Regions from separate parts of the Mus musculus genome. Here regions 1 and 2 are each linked to region 3. Evidence: chromatin contacts called from public Hi-C and HiChIP or PLAC-seq data. All regions are on one chromosome and are shown on one strand. The core of a region is the stretch at or near the end of the contact, and the rest is flanking DNA. Distances in the headings are between cores, read along the strand shown. Region 1 overlaps Gm36231 (a long non-coding RNA gene). Region 2 has its middle 16 kb from the start of Gm36174. Region 3 holds the start of Cers6 (ceramide synthase 6).

What was found. Hi-C and Micro-C count contacts between places; a contact is called where the count stands out from the background. HiChIP or PLAC-seq counts read pairs in DNA pulled down with a chosen protein or histone mark.
Region 1: an H3K4me3 HiChIP or PLAC-seq map of bone marrow-derived macrophages shows a contact between it and region 3, with 3 times the contacts expected there. The contact joins the enhancer-like site here to the promoter of Cers6 in region 3. A contact is called at or near these places in 5 of 39 promoter capture datasets (the 3T3-L1 cell line, liver, macrophages and 1 more), 13 of 484 Hi-C or Micro-C datasets (the Ba/F3 cell line, LSK cells, bone marrow-derived dendritic cells and 10 more), 11 of 115 datasets of contacts at active chromatin or transcription factors (the HPC-7 cell line, the SCID.adh cell line, bone marrow-derived dendritic cells and 4 more) and 1 of 9 other capture datasets (adipose tissue).
Region 2: a contact with region 3 is called in a Hi-C map of uterus, with 5 times the contacts expected there. The contact joins the enhancer-like site here to the promoter of Cers6 in region 3. A contact is called at or near these places in 9 of 39 promoter capture datasets (the 3T3-L1 cell line, 3T3-L1-derived adipocytes, the HPC-7 cell line and 4 more), 37 of 484 Hi-C or Micro-C datasets (adipose-derived mesenchymal stem cells, beige adipocytes, bone marrow-derived macrophages and 21 more), 16 of 115 datasets of contacts at active chromatin or transcription factors (CD8 T cells, the HPC-7 cell line, the SCID.adh cell line and 11 more) and 3 of 9 other capture datasets (adipose tissue, liver and pancreatic islet).

The regions. Positions count from the first base shown.
Region 1 is chr2:68,823,648-68,826,629 of GRCm38.p6, reverse strand. All of the region lies in intron 3 of Gm36231 (a long non-coding RNA gene), which reads left to right. It overlaps Gm36174 (a long non-coding RNA gene), which reads right to left. Exons shown (of 3, transcript XR_374615.1): 3 at 2,792-2,852. Among named protein-coding and RNA genes, the nearest start is that of Gm36174, 2.8 kb to the right of the region's middle. Within about 2 kb of position 1,334, at least 87 of the 459 cell types and tissues checked have an H3K27ac peak or open chromatin away from gene starts, as enhancers often do. A contact at or near this core is called in the Ba/F3 cell line, the HPC-7 cell line, LSK cells and 8 more, where this site is marked.
Region 2 is chr2:68,805,272-68,808,128 of GRCm38.p6, reverse strand. No RefSeq gene overlaps it. Among named protein-coding and RNA genes, the nearest start is that of Gm36174, 16 kb to the left of the region's middle. Within about 2 kb of position 1,593, at least 52 of the 459 cell types and tissues checked have an H3K27ac peak or open chromatin away from gene starts, as enhancers often do. A contact at or near this core is called in adipose tissue, beige adipocytes, cortical neurons and 4 more, where this site is marked.
Region 3 is chr2:68,860,166-68,863,208 of GRCm38.p6, reverse strand. Cers6 (ceramide synthase 6) reads right to left here and starts at 1,768. Exons shown (of 10, transcript NM_172856.4): 1 at 1,404-1,768. The coding sequence starts at 1,573.

The DNA of each region.
Region 1 (2,982 bases), core at 85-2,584, 36 kb after region 3:
TGAGCCCATAGTTTTATTGTCATACAAGATGAGTGATGAATTCAACTGTCACGCTGTACCCCACAAATACACAGTCATTGTGTATTTATTGAAAGTGACAATGTATCCTGACCATGGACTGCCCTCCCTCTCCTCCTCCCAGTGCATCACACACACACACACACACACACACACACACACACACACACACACACACACAACTTCACTTTTCTTCAGAAAAGAGAACCTCTTGGGAATATCAACAGGACATGACATAACAAGATGCAATAAGACCAGGCACAAACTCTCCTGTCAAGCCTGGGCTAGGCAAACTAGTAGGAGGGAAAGAGTCCTAAGAGTGGGCAAAGGAATCGAGACACTCCCCCATTGTTAGAAGTCCAACAAAACCCTCCAAGCTAAACAACCACAGCATATGTGCTCCGTGATAGCTACATCAGTCTCTGTGAGCCCCTATAAGCCCTACTTAGTTAATTCTGTGGACCCTGTTCTCCTGGTGTCTTATCCCACTGGCTCCTCAATTCCAACCCCCCCATTACCCCCCCCCCCCCGCAGAATTTCCCCAAGCTCCTCCTAATGTTTAACTGTGGGTCTCTAAATGCCAATTAGTTTAGACTGCCACCAGGACTCTCCTGAGATGAAATTCAAGTAATTCCCCCACTCCTTTCCTAATGGAATATCAGTCCCTAATTGTATTGGAAAGGAGAAATGTAAAGATGGCAGTTTGTAAATTCACATGATTGGTACAGCCCTGCTGTTGTGTCTTTCCCAACCTCTGTCTTCCGGGAAGCAGAGAAAAGCCCCACCTTCAGCTTCCACAGCAGGAGGGAGGCAGGCTCTGCCTCATTGCAGCCTAGGTTAAGTCCCTGATCTTGATTAGCCTGAATGGAAAGATAGGCGCAGAGAGGACCTAGCTAAATCTTCCCACAGAAGTGAAGCATGGTGGGGTCAGGGAGCAGCGTCCCCACTCTAAGGAGGAGGCGTGGGCTTGGAGGCTTCAGACGAGAAGTTGGATCTGATCAGGCCTTGAGGGACGAGAAGACCAGTGCGGTGTGAGTAGGGGTGTGTGGAGGAATAGGCAGGAGGGGAAGTAACCAGAGCTAGAAAGAGGAAGTAATGAGAGCTAGACTGTTAACAGGAGGGACCAGTGCAGGGCTGGGGGTCCAAGTTCACTAGTGTGGAGACCCTTGAGAGGCCAAAAACTAAAGGCAGGGGTGAATCTTACCACAGCCCAATTCATTACCAACCTAGGAAATATTCCAGCCTGGGCATCACTAAAGCCCTTTTCAACTGATCTTCATATAAACACTGAGACCTGTCTTCCTTTTTCAAGATTGAGGAAATTTTTTACCCTCCCTTTCTCAACCTCCCTAATGCTGTCACCCTTTAATACAGTTCCTTATGTTCTGGTGACCCCTCCCCCAACCATAAAAGTATTTTGTGGCTAATTTTACTACAGTTATAAATTAATGTAAATATCTGTTTTCCTATGGTCTTGGGTCTTTTTAAAAGATTTATTCTTCTCTTATACAATACATCCTGACCACAGGCTCCCCTCCCTCCCCTCCTCCCAGTGTCCCCTCCCCCACATCCTCCCTAAGTTCCTCTTCAGAAAAGAGATCTCTCAGGGATATCAACCAGAGGTAGCATAAACCCTGTGAAAGAGGTGATGACCCACAGGTTGAGAGGCGCTGCCCTAAGGCATCCTCTGAAGCCATAATACCTAAAATACACTTCTGTTTCAGTACTACCATGTTTTATTGAGACATGCGTTTGTTCTCTTCCTCTTCCATCTGGAAAATATTTTAAAATAAGAAAGACCCAGTGTAGCCAGGCGTGGTGGCGCACGCCTTTAATCCCAGCACTTGGGAGGCAGAGGCAGGCGAATTTCTGAGGCCAGCTTGGTCTACAGAGTTCCAAGACAGCCAGGGCTACACAGAGAAACCCTGTCTCGAAAAAAAAAAAAAAAAGAAGAAGAAGAAGAAGAAAGACCCAGTGTAATTGTATGTTCCTAGTACCAAATAAATAACTAGCTCATAAATAGCCCATGCAATGCATGTGCATTGAATAAACGTTGGTGGCTGCTGTGTCCTTGTTTCCGGTGTCATTTCCTGGCCACTGCTCCCAGCACAGTGCTTTGGCTCACAGTCAGTAGTCAGTGACTGTCTGATAGAACTTACACTAGAGAAGCAGCTAAGATAGTTACAATGACCTTTCCAAGTCTTTAGCATACAACTCCAAAGGTATGCATTAGAGCCCAATGAACTTAAATGTCTCAGCTCCACAAGGCCTCTTTCTTATCTAGGTCTTAACATTAGAGGCACATGCAAGATAGATTCCTGACATTCAAACTTCCTTTCAAACCACCCCAACATGATTAGCACGAGTCCATTAGAATCTACTTCCACAGGACACAAGGCAAAGACTTTCCCCAAAACATAGGAAGCCTTAAGGTGAATGGAACACAAAGCCACACAGACCCAAGCCCGTGTCCTAGCACCTTCAGGCATGAATCTTTGCTCCATTGCTCAGCTTGCTCTCAGGCTCCTTCCCCTCTTTAAGCCTTGGCGTCGTCATGTAGAGCATACAGATAATAAAGGTACTCACTGTGTGAGGTTCTTGTAAAGATTAAAATGAGAGGTCATAACATTTTACACCATTAAAAGAATGTCTATTGCAGGAGGCCCTTAACAATTGTCACCGCTTTCCCCTTCCATATACGCTTACAATGTCACTGGCTTGGCACATGTCCGTCCACGTAAAGACAGGCATGAGAGAAAGCACATTTGAACGGTTTAAAAAACAACTTTGAAAACATCTTTTAATTGCTCCGGGGGAAGGTCATTGTCTGGCTCCTTTAAGAAGAAAAAGACAGATTTTAGCTTTTAATAAAGCTGAGCTTCCTGTGAGAGTATAGCAACCTGGTTACCAGGGAAATGTTTTGTTTTTCTTTTCTATACCGAGAAAGAAGCAATCATGTATTTA
Region 2 (2,857 bases), core at 344-2,843, 55 kb after region 3:
ACACACACACACACACACACACACACATCCTAAGGACTCGGAAACAACTCTGGTGTTTGTTGTGAGTCTTTCTGCGTCTAGACCAAGGACTGTGTGGAGCTGTGCTCGCCCTGCAGCCTGGGGAGGACAATTTGCACCCTTGTCTCCTTTGACCTTTAGAGGTCACCTTCTGGGTCTCAGATTTTGACCCCCTTTCTTCCTCTGACTCCATGGCCATTCCGTTTTGCTCCTTCAGGATTTGATCTTGTCTTCCTCCTTCAAAAACCCTCCAGGTGAAAGCACTGAACTTTCCAGGATAAAACAGGATGCTCTCTGATGATCAGGATGCTCCCAGTTGAATCACAACAACATGATCTCCTTTGTCACAAAAGGTAACATCCCCCAGGTCCTAAGGTTAGGTTACAGCTGTTGGGAGGGCTGTTAATCTGATTGCCACACAACCTCAAAACAGCTTCATGCTATAAAGATCTTATTTTCTTTCTCCTAGAAGCCCTTGCCTTGATAATTTACTATTTTTTTTTGTAGTACAAGTACAAAATCCCTACCAAGACTCAGACTGCAATGTTTAAGCCAGTGCATTAGAATACACACACACACACACACACACACACACACATATATATATGAATATTATTCAATGTTTACTTTAAAGGCAAAATTATTCTGAGACTGAGTGTATTCCACTTCCTTTTTTCACTACTTTTTTTTTTCTTCCTGCCGCAATTGTTGTTTATAATCTGAAACGCCTTGAGCAGATATTAAAATTCAGTAATTCTCTCAGGTTTTAAAGATATGCATTGTATTGGCTGCCACTGAATATAAACATATGCTCAAATAAGCTCATTAGAAATAGAGTAAGTCTCAAGGATGATACATTTAAATGATAATTCATCAAGCATTGCTGATGGACTGCGCTTGATATTTTAAAATGTGGTACAAATGGAAGAAAAGGGAATCAGCCCTAGTATAACTATGTTCAAAAGCAGAAGGCTGCGATCATTAGACTTTTGTTATACTTATAAAAGTACAAAACAGCTTTACTTATAAATGCTACTTGTCATGAAAAAGGTTCTAACCCCATCCCCTGAAAAAGGAACCTTTATTTTTTTTATGTTCATGTTCTTTCTAACTACATCAAGTCTCCATGCCCTAGTTTATAGAACACTTGATGGAAAATGAAATGCCCATTGGTGATAACCCACACAGCCAGAGCTACCATTGCAAAGGATGGTTGTGATTTACAGGCCTGGGAGATGATCCAGACAGGAAAGAAAAAGACAATACGGGATTTGCTTGACAACCTGCTTTAAAAGCAAATGACAGGAACAATTTTTCTCATTCTTTTACGAGCCCAATACACATACGTGCTCATTAGTAGGCTGATGTGCAGTGCCTTGCGATTGCCCCTTTGTAACTTGGGAATATTAATGAAGTCTTTGTAGAATATGCAGCCACTAATTACTACTGAGCCCCTCCATTCTTGTCTCAGTCTTACGTGTTGCTGTTTTCCTTCCTCAGCCGGCCTCCTGAGTTTGGCAGAGGATTTTGTTCACCATCTTCCTGTGTGTTTATAACCACTTCTCTGGCACAGCCTTTTTGCAGCCCTCAGAGAACCTCAGACATTACGGACTGCACTCTCCCACTGATACGCTCTCTCCACCTCCTCTCTCTGCTCGTTATTTTCATATGATTCTCAGTGATATCCTGCCAATGTTTTAGTTGCCTGGGAAACTTTCTGAAGATACCTTTCCAAACGATATTATCTTGGCAGAAAGAGTCACATGCTGGAAGATGGGTTTGCTTATTTTAGGAAAAAAAAAAAAGTAAGACACACACACAGGAAATACTACGATTGTGTCGAAGTTTCCTGATCGGAATATTTCTCTTCCAATGAAGAGAAGCTAGAGAGGTCAGGCATGGAGGAGTGTACAATTCCTCAGTGACTGTTCCTTCTAGCTGATGCTTTCCTGAGGCATTCTGGGCAGCCAACCAAGTGGGATGATTTCTGAGCTCTGCAAAGTTGCTCAGTTCCAGACATTTCTCAGGGGCTCTCTGGTAAAGATGTTGTTTCCAGAACAACGTGGGACGGGCTTTACTTATTGCCATTCATGATGTCCTGACAGAGAGAATGCCCTAAGGGAATTCATGACAGATTAGTCCTTGATGGAAAAGAAACAAACAAATGACTGATTAGGACAAGCAGCTGAGCAAAATCCAGAGGAGAGTGAGTGGGGGAGGGCACCATGCAAGAAGGGAGTTAGTGGTTTAATGTTCTTTAAAGGAAAGGAAAAGCAAGAACACTTTAGGGACATTGCACAATTTTACACACACACACTCATGCATAAACACACTCACACACACTTACACTCACACACACACTTACACTCACACACACACTCATGTACAAACACACTTGTACACACATACACTCATATACACACACTCACACACACATACTCATGCACAAACATGCTCACATACATACACTCATGCACACACATACACACACACTCACACACACTCATGCAAACACACTCACATACATACACACACACTCACACACACTCATGCACAAACACACACACACATACACTCATACAAACACACACACACACACACACACACACACACACACACACACACTACTGTTCCCTACTGTTCCCTCAAAGTTTTGTATTAGTGATTTGCATACTTGTAGGCCAGGGCCATCAATGAATTTCAGCCACCTAGAGCAATAGTGTCTTACATTTTTACTTTTCATGCCCAAATGTTTTCAAAACATGATTTCCCCCTGCCCTCAGCCATGGGAAACCACCAACCCACTGTCTGACTTTATGAATTTGAGTACTACATTGTC
Region 3 (3,043 bases), core at 519-3,018:
TAGACTCGAGTTCCTATTTTCTGTAGGTAAATACTTGCAGCCTTCAAACACACCAGCTTTGTCACAGTGAGACTAGGCGCTGGATCAATGACATATCCGCACTGGAATCCAATCCTTTTAAAATAGAGGCTGTCCCTTTGTGCGAGTCAATTTCAGCATGGCAACAGCTGACTTACTTCATAATCAACAACACTGCCCATTGAAAACTACACCTTCCTTAGCACAAAACATACTTTTTTAGTTCCCAGGAAGCTTAGCTGCTATTTCAGGCAACAAAAGACACAAAAGATACATTCTGACATTCTCAATAATGGATTTAGGCAAACCAACAGTAAACAAGATAGCAGCAGCCTGAGCAACAGCCAAGGTGAGCTGGAGGCAGGGAAGGGAGGTTAGAGTAGAAATGGATATTTGTGATCTAAGAAATCAGCCTTCGCTGATGAATGGAGGTGGGAGGAGGAAAGAGGAAGGCGATTTTTTTTTCAGTTAAAAGAAAGAAGTGTGCGGTGCTGATTTTGTTTCACGAGTAAGTGTTGAATGCACAGCAGGCAAGATCTAGTTCTGTGACTTAAGGCTGACTCAGTGAGAGTAGCACAAGTTTGTGTGCAGTTACAATGGCGAGATCTAACCAAATCGAGGACTCATACCAAAAATTATGAGACAATTCTTTTAACGTTTCAAGTGTCTTCCGGTACCAGCAAGACGCTTATGATTAGTCACGGGGTCCTACTATCGATTCAAATGACTATTTCGAGGGGCACCGGTCCTGTTCTGCCCTCTTTTAAAGAAACCAGTAGCGATCCGGAGTGCTGTCGTCACCTATTTCCCAGGACCCAGGGCCTAAAACTCCGTGTCACGGATGGAAGCCAGGGAGCAAGCTAAAGCCAAAGGTCCGAGCAAATTCTTCTGCAGCGCGGCCCGCGTGCGTGCAAGAGTGGAAGGGCTGGAAGTGTGTGCGCTCCTCCTCCCTCCGGGCCGCGCGTCCCCATCGTTCCAGGCTGTCAGGTGGGTGGCGGCGAGCCTCGGAGGAGAAGCCCAATCTGGAAGCGCCTAGTGCCGGCTCGGAGGGAGCCGGCCGAGCCCTCGGCGCAGCGGTTCCCCGCGGCCAGCCTCCGCTCACCTTTGTTCGCCGACCCTCTCTAGGAGGAGGAAGCCGGGAAAGGAGGAGCGCGGGCGGTGACCAAGCGCCCTGCCGCCCCTTCGTGGCGCCCCGGAGGAAATCCGCGGTCGAGTTGGACCCTCTCTAGCTCCCTAGAAGTCAGCCTGGCCGAGGGATCGGGACCCCACAGAGAACACAAAGGTTGGGAGGTGTGAGCCCAAGCGCGGGGGCGTGCGCCACGGAGCAGGCGAGTGTGCACGCGTGTGCGTGTGTGCGGGAGAGCAGGCACTTCGGCCCTTCTTACCTCTCGAAGATGAGCCGCACCATGAAGATGCAGAAGGCCAAGGGGAAGGCAAGGTAGAGGTCCTCCGCCTGCGGAAAGGTGGCTTCCTCCGTGTTCTTCAGGTCTGCCCAGGTGACATTGTGCGGAAGCCAAAACCGCTCGTTCCAGAACCAGGCTAAGATCCCTGCCATCTTGCTTTGTCCACTCCGGTGTCGCTGCTCCCGCGCTCCTCCGAGCTCTCTGCAGCTCAGGGCACTGGGGATGCGCGCTGGGTTGGCCGGGAGCCTTTGCCGCTGCCGCTCCGCCTGCCGCCGCCTCCTCTGTGGCCGCTGCACTCTCAGGCTCCGCGATCCGCTCCACTCCTCCCTCTGGCCGCGCTGGGAAAAGGGCCGCCTCGCCTGTCACGTGGCAGCCTGGCCGCACGCCCTGATTGGCTAGTGTTCCCGTCAAGCACCGAGGCACACGCGGCCGGCTCGCCCACGCCCTGGGAGCTGCGGGCCGCGCTCTGGCTCTGGACCCGCACCTGGAGCGCGTCCCGCACCTCTGTCCCAGCCCCAAGTTGGGTCGCACCTGGTTAGAACGCCAGCTCCTGCCCCACTGGAGTGTCTGCGCTCTTGTCCTCTTCCTGAGCGCAGGGAGGCGAAAAGGAGCCTGGCAGGGGCCGAGCTTCCAGAGAGAGCCCTGCGCTGAAAAAGAACCCCAGAAGAAGAAGTAGGGGGCGCAAAGGCGAAGGAGGAAGGAGTGGGAGGGGAAGGATCATCCTCTCCAGTGCTAAAAGAAAATCAGGAACTGGGGCTGGATGATTTGGCAAGAGACTTCTGCCTCCGACCCGCACCTCACCCCCCTCCTTGACCTTCCTGGCACGTTTTACACTACTGCTTCCCCTTGAGCTGGGTCCCCCAAGGAACAAGGCTCCTAATTTTGATTTATGAAGTAGCACAAGAAATTAGGCATTTATGATTGATTAATGAATTGCTTGATGATGGTGTCTAATGGTGATAGCAGCTAGTAACGGCAGCATTATGGGGAACTGCGCCAGTAACCTCTGAAAATACTGTGGGAACCACATTTTGACTTGGTAGATAATGGGGGCAGGAGTATTTATTCCTCCTCTCCCTGCCTTTAAACCAAACTCTCAAGGCCTCCTGATTCTCACCTCCTGTTCTTTATTGAACTTCCATTCATGCCTTCCCCACCCAATGAAGTCACTCAAGGTCAGCTGTGATTGCAAAGGTCAGTTCCTGCCTTAATTCAGGCTGTTTGTTTTGACATATGGCTCAATCAATGAAAATGCGTTCCTCATACTTGCAGAGGCAAAGTCCAAAGCCAAAGTTCTAGGCAATCTAAGGGGTGGCAAAGACACCCTTCCTGGACTCTTCCTGACAGGTGATTGTCTTCGCAGAGAATTTCTTGTTGCAGAGACAGAGAGACTGCACCCGTGTGTCATCTGACTAGGGCTCCAACCAAGGTTTCATCCTCATAAGTTAATTACATCCCAAGATTTCATTCTCATAAACTAATTACATCCCAAGGGCTTAGCCTCCAAATGCCAGTGCACTGAATTTGGGGAGAACACATTCAGTCCCTAGCAGTTCTCTTTGGATGGTCGATGACTACTCTCTCCTCCAGACCTGTCCTTCCTGTGGTCACGGCTCAGTCCA